5 separate regions of the Sus scrofa genome follow, and all the other regions are linked to region 5. The links are chromatin contacts, called in public HiChIP or PLAC-seq maps. All regions are on one chromosome and are shown on one strand. The core of a region is the stretch at or near the end of the contact, and the rest is flanking DNA. Distances in the headings are between cores, read along the strand shown. Region 1 has its middle 38 kb from the start of LPP. Region 2 has its middle 140 kb from the start of LPP. Region 3 overlaps LPP (lipoma-preferred partner). Region 4 has its middle 190 kb from the start of LPP. Region 5 overlaps LPP (lipoma-preferred partner).

What was found. HiChIP or PLAC-seq counts read pairs in DNA pulled down with a chosen protein or histone mark.
Region 1: a contact with region 5 is called in an H3K27ac HiChIP or PLAC-seq map of alveolar macrophages, with 5 times the contacts expected there. The contact joins two enhancer-like sites. A contact is called at or near these places in 2 of 2 datasets of contacts at active chromatin or transcription factors (alveolar macrophages and skeletal muscle).
Region 2: a contact with region 5 is called in an H3K27ac HiChIP or PLAC-seq map of alveolar macrophages. The contact joins two enhancer-like sites. A contact is called at or near these places in 2 of 2 datasets of contacts at active chromatin or transcription factors (alveolar macrophages and skeletal muscle).
Region 3: an H3K27ac HiChIP or PLAC-seq map of alveolar macrophages shows a contact between it and region 5. The contact joins two enhancer-like sites. A contact is called at or near these places in 2 of 2 datasets of contacts at active chromatin or transcription factors (alveolar macrophages and skeletal muscle).
Region 4: a contact with region 5 is called in an H3K27ac HiChIP or PLAC-seq map of alveolar macrophages. The contact joins two enhancer-like sites. A contact is called at or near these places in 2 of 2 datasets of contacts at active chromatin or transcription factors (alveolar macrophages and skeletal muscle).

Annotation. Positions count from the first base shown.
Region 1 is chr13:125,742,607-125,746,116 of Sscrofa11.1, forward strand. No RefSeq gene overlaps it. Among named protein-coding and RNA genes, the nearest start is that of LPP, 38 kb to the right of the region's middle. Within about 2 kb of position 2,250, at least 11 of the 83 cell types and tissues checked have an H3K27ac peak or open chromatin away from gene starts, as enhancers often do. A contact at or near this core is called in alveolar macrophages, where this site is marked.
Region 2 is chr13:125,639,201-125,642,506 of Sscrofa11.1, forward strand. No RefSeq gene overlaps it. Among named protein-coding and RNA genes, the nearest start is that of LPP, 140 kb to the right of the region's middle. Within about 2 kb of position 1,996, at least 20 of the 83 cell types and tissues checked have an H3K27ac peak or open chromatin away from gene starts, as enhancers often do. A contact at or near this core is called in alveolar macrophages and skeletal muscle, where this site is marked.
Region 3 is chr13:125,829,413-125,832,459 of Sscrofa11.1, forward strand. The region is part of intron 1 of LPP (lipoma-preferred partner); the gene reads left to right. Among named protein-coding and RNA genes, the nearest start is that of LPP, 49 kb to the left of the region's middle. Within about 2 kb of position 1,474, at least 11 of the 83 cell types and tissues checked have an H3K27ac peak or open chromatin away from gene starts, as enhancers often do. A contact at or near this core is called in alveolar macrophages and skeletal muscle, where this site is marked.
Region 4 is chr13:125,586,250-125,589,672 of Sscrofa11.1, forward strand. No RefSeq gene overlaps it. Among named protein-coding and RNA genes, the nearest start is that of LPP, 190 kb to the right of the region's middle. Within about 2 kb of position 1,357, at least 22 of the 83 cell types and tissues checked have an H3K27ac peak or open chromatin away from gene starts, as enhancers often do. A contact at or near this core is called in alveolar macrophages and skeletal muscle, where this site is marked.
Region 5 is chr13:126,385,916-126,389,072 of Sscrofa11.1, forward strand. The region is part of intron 8 of LPP (lipoma-preferred partner); the gene reads left to right. Among named protein-coding and RNA genes, the nearest start is that of MIR28, 110 kb to the left of the region's middle. Within about 2 kb of position 1,321, at least 5 of the 83 cell types and tissues checked have an H3K27ac peak or open chromatin away from gene starts, as enhancers often do. A contact at or near this core is called in alveolar macrophages and skeletal muscle, where this site is marked.

The DNA.
Region 1 (3,510 bases), core at 1,000-3,499, 640 kb before region 5:
TGACCTTCCTGCACTTCCCTATCCTCGGGTGGGGGAGGTTGGGGGTAATTACATCTACTTCCATCCCCCTCAACAAAATGCCAAATGCTTCCGAAAGAATCCAGATGAGAGGTGATGACCCTCTGCCTGAACAAAAACAGGCAATCAAGGTGGAGGGTGACAGGTTCTGAAAGGCAGCTAAGAGGAGAGGAAGGCTGACAGCATGTGTGAGGCCAGAAGGAAAGGGTGAGAAGACAAGGAACTGACACTCTGAGAGTCTCCATGCTTTCTCACTGTGCATCAAGAGCAAGTTTTGAGAGTAGAACTTGTTTTCTTAAAAATCTAAGAGAGAAAAGGAAAGACTGTCATTATTATGCCAGAGTCTGTTCATTGCCTCCCAACATCTAGTCTCTCCTTTCAGTAATTGCCCTGGTTTTTGACTGGCCACAGAATCAGTCAGCTGGATTTCCCAGCCTATCCTGCTGCATGAGTGTCCAGATGACTAAGTCCTAGTCAGTGAAAAGTCAGCAGATGTATATATGTCTGCCAGAAACTCTCCTTAGAGGGAGAACATCTCCTCTCCTCATCTTCTCCTCAGACTACAAATGTAATGGTTGGAGCTCCAGCAGCTATCTTCTTCCCTGAGGTGGCCTTAAGAATGGAAGTCCTCACATTAGGGTGACAAGAGAAAAGGAGTCTGGGTCCCTGATCCGTGGGACACTAACTCCCTATCCCAGCTGCCTACCTCAAATGTATTTCAAGTGATTGCCTTGGTTTCCGATTGTTGCTCGGACAAATCACTCCAAAGTTACTAGCTTAAAATGACACTTTTTTTTTTTTTAACCATGGTATTCTATAGACCAGAGTCTGACAGGGGTCTTAATGGGCAAGATCTAGGTGTCAGCAGGATGTATGGTAGTTGTGCCTCCTAGTCTTTTCCAGATTCTAGAAGCTCCCCACACTCCTTGGATCATGGCCTCTCATTCTGTCTTCAAAGCAGCAATATCAGGCGTATCCTTCTCATACTGCCATCACTTTGGTTCTCTCTTACGATTTCCTCTTCCACTATAAAGTATTTTGGGGATAGCATAGGACCTACCTGAATAATCCAGGATGATTAAGGTCAGTTTATTAGCGACTTTGATTTCAACTGCCTCCTCAATTCCCCTTTGCCACATAACCTAAGATATTCACAGGTTCCAGAGATCGGGACATAGACACACAGTGGAAGAGAAATAAATTTCTATCTTATACAAACCACTGATTTTCAAGTCTTTGTTGCCCACAGCTGAGCCTAACGTATTCCTGTGACAGACACTTGTTGAATACCCACTGCCATGCCATGGTGGTGCTGGCTGGGGTCTGATAATACTGGATGATCTAATATTTCTGGTCCTCCAGAGGCCGTGAGACTCATCTTACAACATCACATGGCCCCAGAATCATCCACAAGCCCACAGTAATGCCACCAGAGAAGAAAGAGGCCATTCACCAATGAACTGACCACAGCTCCTGCTCCCCAGCCTCTCAGGTTTGCCTCAGCACAGAGAAGGATCAGGGTCAGGAAGAGACTTGCCCAGGTGTCCATAGAAGTTCATGGCATTGCCAAGACTAGAACCCAAGTCTCTGAATACCACTCCTCCATCACATTATTTTCCTGGGTTTTTCAAGGAAGGACATACTGGACATACTACCCTTGGTCCCTGGCACCCAGTCACAACCTCTGGCACAGGCCGAAGACCGTGTTTACCTCCATTGCAATGATTCCAGTGACATCAGAGACTTACAGAATTTGGCTGGCCTTTCTTTATTCTCTTTCTACCTCTGGGCTATGCATAGTGAAATTCTCTGATGGTATTCATTTTCCTGCCCTTCACACCCTCATGCTCCATTTTTCCTATTTGTTAAGTAAGTTCCTATGAGTACTTAATAGGACTTATGAGGTAACATGGATAGCCAAAGATCAAGTTAAGGGCTCAGGCTTGTGAAGTTATGTGATTCAGTGCCATCTTTGATTTTGTCCTCCTCTATCTCTCTGATTGTCAGCATTTCCATCTTGAAAAAAAAGGGGGGGGAGGAGACAGCAAATGTGCTTCAAAATACTTGCAAGGAACAGCTCATAAAACTCATTGTGAGGCACATTAGCACCGCACACAGTGTCATCTAACTGCTTATAATGAAATGTTGAGCAACTAGGAATCCAGCTCACCCCATCTGGCTCTGAGTCACACTCCCTAGTAACACTAAGTGAAAGTGAAGAGAACTTGCACCAGGCCAGGATACAAAGCCGGGAAGTGCCTGACAGCCAACCTCACATGGAGATGTGCCTGAGAGCCAGTGGACCTGGAAAACCTTCATAAAGCCATTTGCTTAAACCCTTTGCTCTGCTCTTCTTAAAGATCGATTTCCCAAGCTCTCTTTGGTAACTGTTTCTGGGTTACACACCCAGATAGTTGGAAAGACTTCCCTTATGTAATTCAAGTGTGTTTTCTTTGGCTCTGCCTTCAGTGGGAAGGGAAAAAATTTATTTGCATTTCCCCCATACCCCCACCTTTATAGTAATATCCTTTCTGATACCTCATGGCTGGTATTGAGATAGCTCTTCTATAGGACTTCTCAGTGTTCATTGCACATAAATGCAGTGGGGTGTGTGTGTGTGTGTGTGTGTGTGTGTGTGTGTGTGTGTGTGTGACATTTGCCAGGACTAGAACCCAGGTCTCTGAATACCACTCCTGCATCACATTATTTTCCTGGGTATTTTGATGAAGGACATATTGGACATAATCCCACAGGACAAACTCCCATAAGAGTGTTTTGTTGTTGCTGTTGTTGTTTTATGGCTGCACCTGCGGCATATGGAAGTTCCCAGGCCAGGGATTGAATCCAAGCCAAAGCTGCAACCTACACTGCAGCTGCAACAATACCAGATTCTTTAACACATTGTGCTGGGCCAGGGATCAAACCCACACCTCCACAGCAATCCGAGCCACTGCAGTCAGATTCTTAACCCACTACACTACAGTGGGACTCCCCCGTAAGAGTTTTCACATTGTGTTAAAAATGCTTGAGTCTGAGTGGTTTAGACCTGGATGAGATCTTATAGATCATTTCTTCAAAATATCTAAATTCTGCACATGAGAAGATTGTGGTTCTATATGGTCTTGCTCAAGGTTATACAATTAGTGTTGAGACAAAGAACTGTCAACCAGGCCTATGGAATTTTGATAATGATGTATCACTAGATAATATTTAGCTTATGCTAATTCCTAATTTTTACTTTCTTTGCATAATACCTCCTGATATTTGTAGAGCACTCATATTTATTTTGAGCAAAAGCAGTCATCCCCCTTCTTGTATAATAGTTGTTTACTCTTCTTCTGTCAGAGAACTCATTTTCCCTCAATTAAGCATAATCCTGCACATTCATGCCAACTTCTTTAACTTAAGGGGTCATATTGAATTGCAATTCTACTCTACTTGGTTTCATCTTAACTTTATGGAAGAGCTCCTATAAGCCAGTCGCTGTCACGT
Region 2 (3,306 bases), core at 746-3,245, 750 kb before region 5:
TTTCATAACAAGCATCCCAGGGACACCAACAGAGAGAGACAAATGTAGGGAAGGGGTGCCATTTCAGAATTCCTGCTTACGGTCTCCCCATCTGGGTCTCTGGCTCACACCGAAATGTGACGCAGGAACCCAGGATTCTAATAATTCTTCTTGGTCTCCTTATCTTCCCCTCTCGCCTCAGGGTGACCTCTCCAATGCCATCGGATTACTGCTCCTGTGCTTCTAGTAATGGCAGATGTCATGGCCTTAGTGAGGCCCTTTCTGACTTTCACTCAGGTGAAACTCAGACCCTCCCTGGGACCTGGGTGATGGTGTAACTGCCACCGGTTTGATGGGCCAATGAGAGAGTACAGATGGAGTGCCTGAAAGATGCCCAGTCAGAGCCCCTACATCTCTCCTCCCCGAGCCATTTTGCCCTACCAAAGAACGGCAGGGGTGACGTACTGATTAAACCTGACCTTGCGCAAGAACCTGAGTCAAAAGATTTTTTTCAAGGAAAGGATCTCAAATTGTGTTTTAGCTCCATTTTATGAGGAAAATCCACACACCTTTCTATTGCCCACCCCACTAGCCACAGCTTTTTGTCTGATGGCCAGATCCTTCCTTCCCTTTTGACATAGTAAAGTCAGGGTGTCTCAGACTGGACATCCAGATGACCTCTTGCTGTCCTTCCAAAACCTAGATTTGAGCCTCATCTGGATCAAGATGAAGAACTGCCATTATTTCCCCACCAGCTCTTTAGTTTTTGCCCTCTCTTTCCACACTTTTTCTTCTTGCCTTCCTCCCAAATTACCAAATGCACAAGTACTCCAAACCACAGAATTTAAGAAAAAAAATTCAGGGCCATTTCTCTCCTACTTTCTAGTGCAGATTAACTCAGGATCATTTCAGCTCTTCCGCTACAGAATTCTAATCCATGTAATAATACCTCGGAACTTATTTTATTTATTTTTGTCTTTTTAAGGCCACACCCACAACATATGGAGGTTCCCAGGCTAGGGGTCGAATTGGAGCTGCAGCTACCAACCTATACCACAGCCACAGCAACGCCAGATCCTTAACCCACCTGAGTGAGGCCAGGGATCAGACCCGAGTCCTCATGTATATTAGTGGGGTTCATTAACCACTGAGCCACGACGGGAACTCCCAGAACTTATTTTAAAATATTTATCAACATACACTTTTCACCAACTCTTAGTGTTCTTTAGAATTTACATGGCTTTTCTCTCCATTTAAGTCAGATATCTCCAATGCATATCTTTGGCATGTTAATATCAGATTACAGCACAGAGAGGACCAGGGGGCTGCTCTGTGCAAAGCCTAAGAGGTCATCGTATTAATCAATTGGATAGAAGATTAATATATTCATTCAACACACACTTACTAATCACTTAACCTGAACTCCTGCAGTGCTTGAGATCCAGGAGCATGTACTTGTGATGAGAATACTATCCGCATCTTCCACTTAGACCGCGAGGCCCTTCAGAAGACTCTGATCTCAGCTTGCCACTCCCTGTCTTAGGACATTGAGCAACTCCCCTCCCTCCTCTGGGCTTCAGGTTCCCCATTGTGGCAGGTGGGTAAACAGAGCATTCTAAATCCTTCAATTCACCTTCTTCAAACTCAGTTCAGAAGCATGGATTAAGCACAGAACATAAGAGCTACTAGACAAGTTCAAAAAAAGGAGGGATCAAGTGTTATTTCAAAGAAATCAGGTCATTGCTGAAGCTGGGCGATGGGCACCCAGAATTTCACCATACAGCTTGTCCACTTATGTGCATATTTGGAAATAGCCCTACTAAAAAGAAGAAAAACAAAGAGAAGGAAACCCAGCAGGCTTCACATAGCAGGTAGCTGCTGAGCAGAACTGCAGCATGGGTAGGATTTCAATGAACCGACACTGGGTCAGGGGCCATTCCAGGCTGGGGCACATCGTGAGCCAAAGCATTGAGACTGGAAAATATAAGACATTCACAAAGGACTGGGAGTGGTCATGTGTGGCTGCAGCTCAGGATGCAAGAGGGGCGGGGAGGGAACCCAGCTGGAAAGGTATCATGGAGTCAGAGCTGAAGGGTCTGGAGAAACAGAGTGTTAAACTCAATTCCAAGGGAAAGTGACTTCACTGGTTAAGCTCGAGTTGGCTCTACCCCTTGTCAGTCAGGCCCCGGGAGAAGGGCCTGTGGCAGAAACTGGCGGAGAAGGAGGCTGGCAGCACCACCAGGCTTGTTTCTTCACCAGGAAACAAGGTTTCCTGTAACTCAGACCCATGAATCAGCATTTCCTCTGTCAATAATACACAGCAAGAAAGGCAACAGCACCGGGCTGGGGGCAATGGAAGAAAGGAAGGAATATTCCATGACACGGCTAGGCTCTGTTCTCTTTTCCCCTCATGAAACACTCCTGATAAGCTCCCAAGTAACACTCGGGTTTCATAAGATAAGTTCCTCAGACAGCCTCACGGTAGCACATGAAAATTAAGTCCTACAGGACACCCAGCTCTCTTGTCATGTTATGAGTTTCTATCACTGTTGGTTAAGGAAGATCACGTTCAAATTCTTTCATTATGTGATAACTAAACATTAATATAACAGTATTTTATTCCTGCTGGGGTTTGAGTGTGTGTGCGATTTGCCTTTTAGTTTTTACACACCCCTGTGCAATATTTTGTTTGACTCTCGTGATAATCCTATAAGGTGCAAAGGGGACATTATACCTATTTCACAAGGGCAGATGCGCAGGCAGGGAGATGGAATGCTTCTTCCCCGGCAGATCTGTTTTAAAGATGCCAGAATTGATACCAACTCCTCAAACTCCATTCAGAGTTTCTTTTTTAAAAAAATTTAAGGCTATGCTCCATTTATAGTTATTATAAACATTGGCTATATTCCCCCATGTTGTACGATATATATCTGTGTAACTTATTTTATATCTAATAGTTTGTACTTCTTAATTTCCTCCCCCTGACCCCTCTCGCCACTGGTAACCACTAGTTTGTTCTCTGTATCTGTGAATCTGATTCTTTTTTGTTATATTCACTCGTTTGTTTTATTTTTTAGATTCCACATATAAGTGATATCATACTGTATTTGTCTTTCTCTGTCAATTCAAGGTTCTTTTCAAGATCACAGACTTTTAATTAATTATATCAATTAACTGTTCATTTTAAATATATTTTACAAGTATTAAATTAATTAATACTATACTTAATTTATTTTTTTTATTTTATTTTAATTTTTGTGTGTGTGTCTTTTGTCCTTTTAGCGCCACATTGCGGCATATAGAGGTTCCCAGGCTAGGGGTCCAATC
Region 3 (3,047 bases), core at 224-2,723, 560 kb before region 5:
CTAACTACACCTGACCCACCTGCTCCCTCTGCCTCGGTTCACCCTCACCATGTCTCTCCTGAAGTGTTTCGGTAATTCTCAACTAGCCTTTCTTTTCTATTTCCACTTTCCTCTGTTCTATTCTCTGTCCTTTTTCTTGAGTGATTTTCCAAAAATGCAAATCTATTCATGCCATATCTCTGTTTTAAAAATCTTTCAATGATTTCCTCATTCAGGGCAATATCCAAAACCCTTTTTATAAAATAGAAGACTTAGGAATTTGGCCCCTGCCTCTTTTCATCGTTGTCTCACTAATCTCTAAACAGATCCTGTGCTCCAGGAACACACATGGGGTTCTCTGTAGCCTCCATGACTTAACACGCACTGTTACCTTGTCAAAACATCACTCCGGAGTTCCTGTCGTGGCGCAGTGGTTAATGAATCCGACTAGGAACCATGAGGTTGCGGGTTCGGTCCCTGCCCTTGCTCAGTGGGTTAACGATCCGGCGTTGCCGTGAGCTGTGGTGTAGGTTGCAGACGCGGCTCGGATCCCGCATTGCTGTGGCTCTGGCGTAGGCCGGAGGCTACAGCTCCAATTCGACCCCTAGCCTGGGAACCTCCATATGCCGCAGGAGCGGCCCAAGAAAGAGCAACAACAACAACAACAACAACAAAAAGACAAAAGACAAAAAAAAAAAAAAAAAAAAAAAAAAAAAAAAAAAACATCACTCCTCTCCTACCTCATCAGGGTAGCTCCTCTGTGCCTTTTAAGACTTTGCTTTGCTGTCACCTCTGCTTGGAAGCACCTCTGACCCCTGATATCTCCACTTCCTTCATATTTGATTATTTATTGAAGTTAGTTGCCCTTCCTTGAGGGCAATTGTTATTCCTTTTATTTCTGTATCTTTAAGTACAAAGTACGTGTGCAAGAGATATTTGTTGAACAAATAAGTGCCAAATAGAAAAGGATAGAGATAAGGCATTGTGGAAGTTGTGATGAAAATTCTAGCTAGGTAGGGTTAGGAGCAGGGAAAGTCCCAGGAGAGGTGGCATTTGAGCTCTGCCCTTGAGTCTGATGGCATTGGGTTGTGAGGATACAGAGGAGACCTGGTGGCCATCATCAGGGTGCTATGTTCTACAGCACGCAAAAGTGAAGAATGCATAAGGAGAGTGATCTCAGGAGTGCATCTGGTCTAGTGTCTGTCTTTGGTCCCCAGCTGGCTTGTATACCTCATCATAGCTTCCTTCCCCCAGTACACAGCTGGCCTGGCAGCTCATGAGCATCCTTGCTCCTGAGCGGCCCTGGAGGAAAGGAATACACAAGAGTTGCTTGCATTTTTATCTTTACTTCTCCTTTGGAGTTGCCTTTCTGGAGAGCAAAGAGGTGACCTCAGCAGCCAGAGTCTGAAAGAGCAAAATGAGTCATCTTAGGCCCTAATGAGGTACATGAGGGTCCCTTCCTGGGAGTGAGGGTCAGGTGAGGTCATGCTGTGCCTGGGGTGAGCTTTGCCTCGGGGCTCCAGGCAGCACTGGAGCAGAGCTGTGCTAATTTTACCCATAGGAGCTGACTGTGCTGAAGGGCAGGGCTTATGACATTGGCCTTATCATCATCCTGTGATGCCCAGAGTTCCCAAGGTACAGCCCCGTTATGTCTGGGCTGTTTTTCCTCTTCCTGTTTAATACCTTTTTTCCATTAGGTGTGCATATTAGCAAGCAGGATGCAGAGGTGCAGAGAGCTTCAGATTTGGTGGGAGGTCATGGGGCTGGATTTGGATTCTGCCTCCACCCCTTGCTCACCAGCCATCTGACCTTGGGAGGGTTATAGAATCTGAGACTGTTTCCTTATTTGTAAAATAGGACTTAGACCTGTGCCCTAAGAATGCTTCTAGGTTATGCACTAGGCCAGACATAGTAAGCAATTATTGTGTGCCAGTCGCTGTTGAAGCTGCTTTTTTCACAGTGATCCACCTAATTCTATAAACAAACCTACAAGGAAGGTACTGTTGCTATCCCTATTTTACAAATAAGGAAACAAGGACAGGAACAGACATTTCTGAAGGCCTCCTCTGTGGGGCTGCACAGAGCAGATGGGCTAGGTGTGCTGCTGATATGCCTTTGAGGTACTGAAGTATTCAGTGGCAAATCTGGAAAACAAAAAGGTCAAGCCGAAGAATTCTCAGGCGAGTCAGTAATTATGCTAAAACCATGCTTCATTTTACAGGAATTAGAGTTTCTGTTGATCATAAACTAGTTTCTGACACCTGCTACTTATGTCCCTGAGGTCTGTTTGGCTCATTACAACAAAGTAAGATATTTTTCTCCCCTTAATAGAGGCAAGGGACTAGGTCTTGGGTATGGACAGTCATAGGTCTTACTCGAACAGATCAGAAATAGATGAATGGATGATCAGTTAATGGATCTATATTTTCCCCCCTCTTTCATGTATCAGGCTTAAGTGCTAGAAAGGCATTCCACATAATTTAAATGGAAAGGGATTAATTCAGAGAAAGAGATGCTAACAAAATTGTTGGAAAGGCTGGAGCAGTGGGAACCAGGAGGCTACACCTATAGCAATTGTGTTTAAGAATATATTTCATAGCTACAATCCAGGGATAAGGAAGGTGGGGTTAGGAATCCCCTGCCAAGGACTCTGACACTTTTCTCAGTATCCTCAAAGTTGGTGGCGGGCATTGGATTGCCAAATGGAGCAGTGTTTTCACTCTTGATTCCAAGGTATTGTTTGCCAGTTGAAGTAGGACTTAAACTTTGCTTCCAACTTCTAAGAGTCCTACAGATACATCTTATTGATGGAATCTAATTTATTACTTTCAAGAAAGTGTGGGGAATGTAGTTTCTAGCAGTCTGCCTTTGCAGTTCAGGAAGTCACTTTGGCAGGTGGAAATAACCTGAGCCAATGGAGAGACTATGCTTGTCACTAACACAGCCATGAAAATGCCCAGGGTTATTATCCACAAATACTTAATATGTGCCATTAATTATAATACTGTGATATAACTGGTATAATAGTCTTCTTAATATTTGTTTATTTAGATAAAATATATCATATC
Region 4 (3,423 bases), core at 107-2,606, 800 kb before region 5:
GGGCTTAGCACAGTACCTAGAACATAGTAAGAACTGAAACAAAAGTTAGCTATCATAATAACCATAATCATAATGTTGTCAGCATTTGGTCTATCTTAAGTCTTTCCTTCCACACAGCCTTCTGTAACCTCCCAAACAACAACTAGTTCTACTTCTTTTGAAATCTCCCTGTACTCTGGCTATCCTCGTCTTATGCATAGTTTTAGCGTGATTTTCCCACTTAATCTGTCTCCTTCCTTGGAAGCAGAAACTGATCTACCTCTGAATACTTTGACTCATCTAAAAATGAATCACAGGTACACCGTAAAGATTTCTTTTATTCAGTGTTCCTCTGGATGGAGGGCCAAAGAAAGTCGATGGTGAGCCTGAGCTGCTTGGGAATAACTGGTCTCTCCAGAATTGAGACAGAGCAACTCACCCTTGGATTCTGCCTACGTGGATACACAGCACAGCCTGGGCAGCCAAAGGGACCAATAGGACAGCTCAGTGAACTTTGCCCTCATGCCCTATTATCCTACTTCCCAAAGCCTGGACTAGTGCTATTCCTGGTGACCAGAAAGAACAGGGGAAGTGAGTAGGAAAAAGAAAGTGCTGCATTTACCACTGGCAATCTGCTCAGGAAGTGGGAGAATGGGAAGGGAAGAGGTCCTATTTTCTGAGACTTGGGGAAGGCAAATGAGAGTGGGAGAGAAATGATCTTTGGCTTATATTCTTCCAAGCTCAAAGGGAAGATGCTGCCCTCGTACATGGAATTGATTAGGGAAATCCTAGATACACGGAGCTCCACAGCTTGCTGTGGGTGAACTCAGAGGTCATCCCAGCTTTCTGATTCATCCAAATTGCAAGCCTTGGTCGGCAGGCAAACTCTTCTGCCCCAAGCTTTACCTCGTTTGAAACTTTCCCTGTGTTGCTATTTTGGCCAGAGCTAAAGCCTGGCCTCAGAACTCAGCGGCTCTAGGCTGTAGGTCAGTTCACTCACAGTGGCTGTCCCCTCTGAATTCCAATCTGAAGAGACAGGCTGGCCAGTCCTGTACCTCCCAGGAGTCTAGATTTGAAGGGAGCCCCTGAGATCATGCAGGTTAGTCTAACTCTGGCCCAGCGAGGGAGGGTCACACCACTGGACAGCCGAATGCAGAGATCTGGCCCCCCCAGTCCAGTGCACTTTCCACTCACCCAAGAAGCCCCCACTGGCTGTTCAATTCAAGGACATAACCCACAGAGAAAGGAGGAGATTGTGAAATGCTTCCACTAGAAGTCCAGGGCTGGCTGAAAGCCCAGTAAGTTCTCTCCCACCTCCTAACCCAGTCACTTTTCAGCAGTTTTTCATCCCACTCGTTCGTGCTAGCCCTCTTTTCTATGAGGTCAAGGCCTGGCTTCCAATGAGCAGCTCCGAGAGCAGCCGTGCTGACTTCTGCTCGGACCTTCCGGGACAGCTCCGCTGGCAAGACCTTTCCATTGAGCAACCACCTTGTGCAAACTGACTCTTCCTTGCCCTCCAGTATTACTCGGCAACTCTGCGAAACAGTAACCTGACGGTTTATTTTTATTTCAAGCTTGCGATTGAAAAGCTGGCTGTGTATTTTTTCTTCTTTCCCTTGAGGAAGTTACTAGGGACCCGGGGGACTTTTGGTCTTCAGCTCTTGACAACTAACTCGACACGCCCCCAACTTTTGCTAGCCCCCAGTCTGTACCAGGTGACACAGGACATGCCAAGGAGGGAAAAGGAAATCCCTCCAGAGGGAAGATACCCCCTAAATGGAGACTTGCCTCTCACTCAACACCCAACTGCTCAACCCCAGGGCCACCAACCGACTCATGCTTCCACCGCATTCTGGGTCATTATCCCCCATTTGTTCTGCAGCTGTATCATGCACAAAGCATTTTAACCTCATCAAATGTGGTGTCTAGGACCTCCCAGAGGGGCTGTCAAGGCAGCTGTTTATGTTAGAGCAGAGACAACCCTATATAGTTATGTAGGTATCTGAGCAGGACTGACTACATTTACAAAGAGAGCAGCATAGTCATCCTCCTGACTCTGAGTCCTTTGCTCCTTGTGATCTTTCTTCTCCCAACTACTCTCCTTATTCTCCATCCTGCATAGTTGGCTAAAAGGAGCTTCCTGGATCACCATTTTTCTCCGACACCTCCTGCATTCACAAAGCTTCAGACACTCCTCCTGCCTACAGGATAAACTTCCAGTGACTTGGCTGGTCTTTAAAGGCCCTTCCCAGTGGGACTCAAAAGCGTTCCTTCAACATTAGTTACACTGCTTCTGACTGGCGTGTCTCACTGAATTTCCTACAATGTCCTCTGCACTTTTTAAAACTTTGGGCCTTGGAGTTCCCGTCATGGCTCAGTGCTTAACGAACTCGACTATATCCATGAGGATGAGGGTTTTATCCCTGGCCTTGCTCAGTGGGTTAAGGATCCAGCATTCCCATGAGCTGGGTGTAGGTCACAGGTGCAGCTCAGATCCCACATTGCTGTGGCTGTGGCATAGGCCAGCAGCAACAGATCTGATTCAACCCTTAGCCTGGGAACCTCCATATGCCACAGGTACAGCCCTAAATAGACAAAAGACAAAAAACAAAAAACAAAAAACCCACATACTTTGGACCTTAATCCTCTGGCTGCTCCGGACCTCATTCCCCACACTTCAACCCAGGCCTGCCCTTTAAGATGCTGCTTCATTAAGGGATACCTCCTGCTAGAAGTTTCCCCTGGATACCTGGATACCGCCAGCCCACAGTGAACTCTCCCTTGTGACATTCCTCAACCTGCATCAGCCACACTACTCTTGCGGCCTCAGTGCAAACTTTAATCAGGCAGGATTGAAGCTTGCCCTTACCTGCCACCTCCCACCTCAGCCCAAGGTTGAGCTTTGCACATCAGAAAAGAGTCAGTCACACACATCCATTGGTGGTTCTCTGCTAAATACCACATTCAAGAGAAGTTGGGGGTAGGATTTGCCTTCTCATGACTAAACAAGTAAGAAACACAGAAAAAAGTTTGGATCAAAAGTAAAAAATCTTCTATAACTAAAGTATTTAGTGTACCTCTTCTCTCAGAGAAGGAGGAAGACTAGGGAGGAGAAGAAAGGGGTGGAAAGGGATGAGGGATAGTTCAAGTTCAGATCAAAGGGGCCTGGTTCCCGTCTCTGGCTCCTTGGGGACCCTATAATGAACATACAGCACTGCGGGCTACTAGGGTGTCCTTGTCCCCTTCACCTTGGATTCTCAGTTTTCTCAGCTGGAGAATGTGGGTGATTTCCCTTGCCTGGCCCATCTCACTGGATAATGGATGCAAAAGTGCTTTGTAAGAATAAATGCTAGACCTACATGAGGGATTGTTAATCTCCAAAGCTCAGGCCCTGTCCTCCTCCCTGCTCCTGCCCAGTGTCTTTCCTCTGCTAAAATCCATGAG
Region 5 (3,157 bases), core at 71-2,570:
TTTCCAGTCTAACTGTGGTTGGTCCACTCACAGCCCTCGGCACATAGTCTTTCTCTGCCTAGAGTACTTTCCCATCTGTCAGATCTCAGTTGTCTTTTCACTTCCTCTGTGGAGACTCTCTGGCCTCTCAAGACTGTTTTGTGTTACTGGTGTGTACAGTTCATAGGGATTTGCTGTCCCTTCCTAGCACCCATTACTTTTTAGTCTGGTTTTGGGTTTGTCTGCATCCCCACTCTTTGAGGCCAGGGAAAGTTTCTGTCCTCCGATATATTGAAGACTCTGTTATAGCCCCTGCCACAACCTGGTGCCTGACATGTAGAAGATGCTTTATCAGTGCGCACTGAGTGAATGAGCTCTAGACAATACAAACCCCACATCTTCTGAGCCTGAACACCCTGCTCTTGCTCCTGTGCTAGATTCCCTTCCCACTGCCTCCATCCCCTTGTTCTGTCCCCTCAGCCCAAGCACTGTGCAGCCTGATTGGGCATAAGTTCAGAGTTTTTAGGACAAGATAGGAATGGACAGTTTAATGTCCTTCAAGATCGTTAAACAGTTTTGGAATCATACTATACTTGGAATCTTTCTCACTCTGAGACTTGTTTTCCATCTTTCCTAGTTTCTGCTCTGGTCGGATTGGTTCGGCATGTCAGTCAATGTTTATGGGTTTAGGGAGTGGCACCATAATAACCCTTTTTCCTCCCACCTAATGCAGGCTCACTGACTCCACCTCTGATTGTGCCAGGCATTACCAGTTTTGAAGCAGGGCTGCAAATCCTACCTTTCTGTTTAGGGTTTCAGTAAACCTCTTATTAAAAGTCTTAAGAATTCAGATTTGCACTGGCAGAAATTTAGAATTATTTGTTCCCTCTTCTTCTGAAGGGCTCCCAATGACACAGTGCAGTGCAGTGGAAACCATCTAAAAATGTACAGATTTCTTCTAGGAGTAAATAAACTTACCCTGCTGACCCTGAGGCAGAGGAGAAATAGCAGAAAGCAAATAAGAATGGATTAGATGAACCTGTACCTCCTCTTCCCCACTCACTCATAATGTGCGTTGAAATCAGAAATCAGGTAAAATCAAAGTGGGTTCCTCCGCTGAGTCCCCTACTCTGCTAATAAGACTTTTGGGATACATGAGGCACCACATTCAAGTTTAGCTCTGTGGATAGAGTAAGATAAAGATGAAGCTACATTTAGTTGAAAACTTCCTCACTTTTTGGAGTGAGGGAAGAATTTTATAAAGAGTGGAAGCCACAGCAATCTTGAAGCTCTGAAGAGGGGAGGAACCCGGGCTGTGAACTGTGAGTGTGCCTCTAGTCCCTCTGGTGGGCACTGTCCACATCACAGCGAGCCTGGCTGTGGTGGCCGTTAGCTTCAGAGGGGCTAGCAGATAGCAGTCAGAGGCACAGAGAAGTCTTCTGTTATTTAGAAATCTAGAAGGAAGAGATTATAAAGATAAAAGATTCAAGTCTCTTTTTTCCATTGTACTGATGGTGAAAGTACGTTACTTCAGATTATTTAATAATCAAATATCATATAGAAGTCTGACATTATTTTAATGGCTCATTTCTAAGGAAGATAACTCCCTAGTTCCCCAGGATCACCAGTGTAACAAGTGAATTTAGACTTCTTTTCTCAAACTTTCTGGCATATTCTGCACCTGTAGTTCAAGCGGCTGTGGTTGTCTCCCACCACTCTATCCTCCTCCCAATTTATGTTTTACTGGATTTATATTAGAAGATAAGGAGGAACACATAGTTTTTAAAACCCATTTCTTTAAGTGCTAAAAGAATAAGTCATTGGAATAAGCCATAGAGGATATTTGGGGGTTCAGCATAAATAAAGGATTTTGTAACAATGAATATAAGGTGAAAAGAGCCACCTCAAGGGTCCCTCCCACTTTCTCTCTTATGAAGGTCTTGACTGAGGCTGTTGATGACCTGTGATGACAAGGATTACTTTCTGCACTGGCTAGGAGCTGGACATAATGGCCCTAAGTTCTTTTGCATCCCTGGGAATCTACAACCACTGAGAAATGGAGCAGTAGAACTGGACAGAAAAGCCAAGTTAGAAGTAGATTTGAAATCTACCCTTATGCTTTCACCTCAAACATTAGGGAGAAAGATAACTCAAAAAATATAACTTTCTTAATGTCATGCCTTATATATTAGTTTGGCCAAATAATACTGACTGCTGTCACAAATAAACCCCCACACCTTAGTGATTTAACACAAGATTTTATTTCTCTGTGATAAAATCAGCTATCTGGCAGGTGCTTTCCAACTGGGGGATGGGGCTCTGCCTTATTCGGTCCACTGGCTCCGTCATCCACTAGAGTTGACGGGTCCCATGCTAGATTCTCTACACTGGGCAGGAGAGGGAAGACACAGCACTGAGGAACTTCTGAGGTCCTAGTGGGGATGTTTATGGGCCAGCTGGCAAATATGGTGTAATGTTCCTTTCTGCTCATATTCCATTGACCGGGACTCAGTCATTTGGCTACACTTGCAAAGAATGCTTGGAAATGTAGCCACTGTGTGCCCCCAAAGAAGAGGAAGTGGTTTGGTGTACATTTAGCTAGTCTCTGCATGCTTTCACCGCCATCATCATCATCATCATCATCATCATCAGTATGCTTTCCTGGAATTTTCCAAATCAAATCTTGTGTGTTCTTTAGCTTAAAGTATTTAAAAGACCACTTTACCATAATATGATTTATTTTTATTCTTCTATATGTTTTCTATCTTGGTCTGCTTTAAAATAATAACTAAGAAATAAAATCCATTTGCCCCAACTAGGTAAATTAACCTCTAGCTCTCCACAATTGGGGGATATACCTTATTTTTGAGGAAGAAAATGTTTATTTAATCATTCAACAATTAGTGATTGAGAGCCCACCACACGTCAGGGATCAGATATTTGGTGGTGAGCCAGAACAGACAAGTAGCCTGTTCTCAGGAAGTTTGTGCTCTGTTAAGGGAGATGGACAGAATGCCCATTGTCTTAAAAGGAAAGAGGATGGTCTTAAAACAAAGGAATCTGACCCAGACGGAGGGGTCAAGAAAGCCTTCCAGAGGAAGTGCTCCTTCCCTGAGCCAGGAAGAGTAAGTGAGTTTAGCCATCTCAGACAGTGGAGCTGACCTGAGGAACTGAAAGA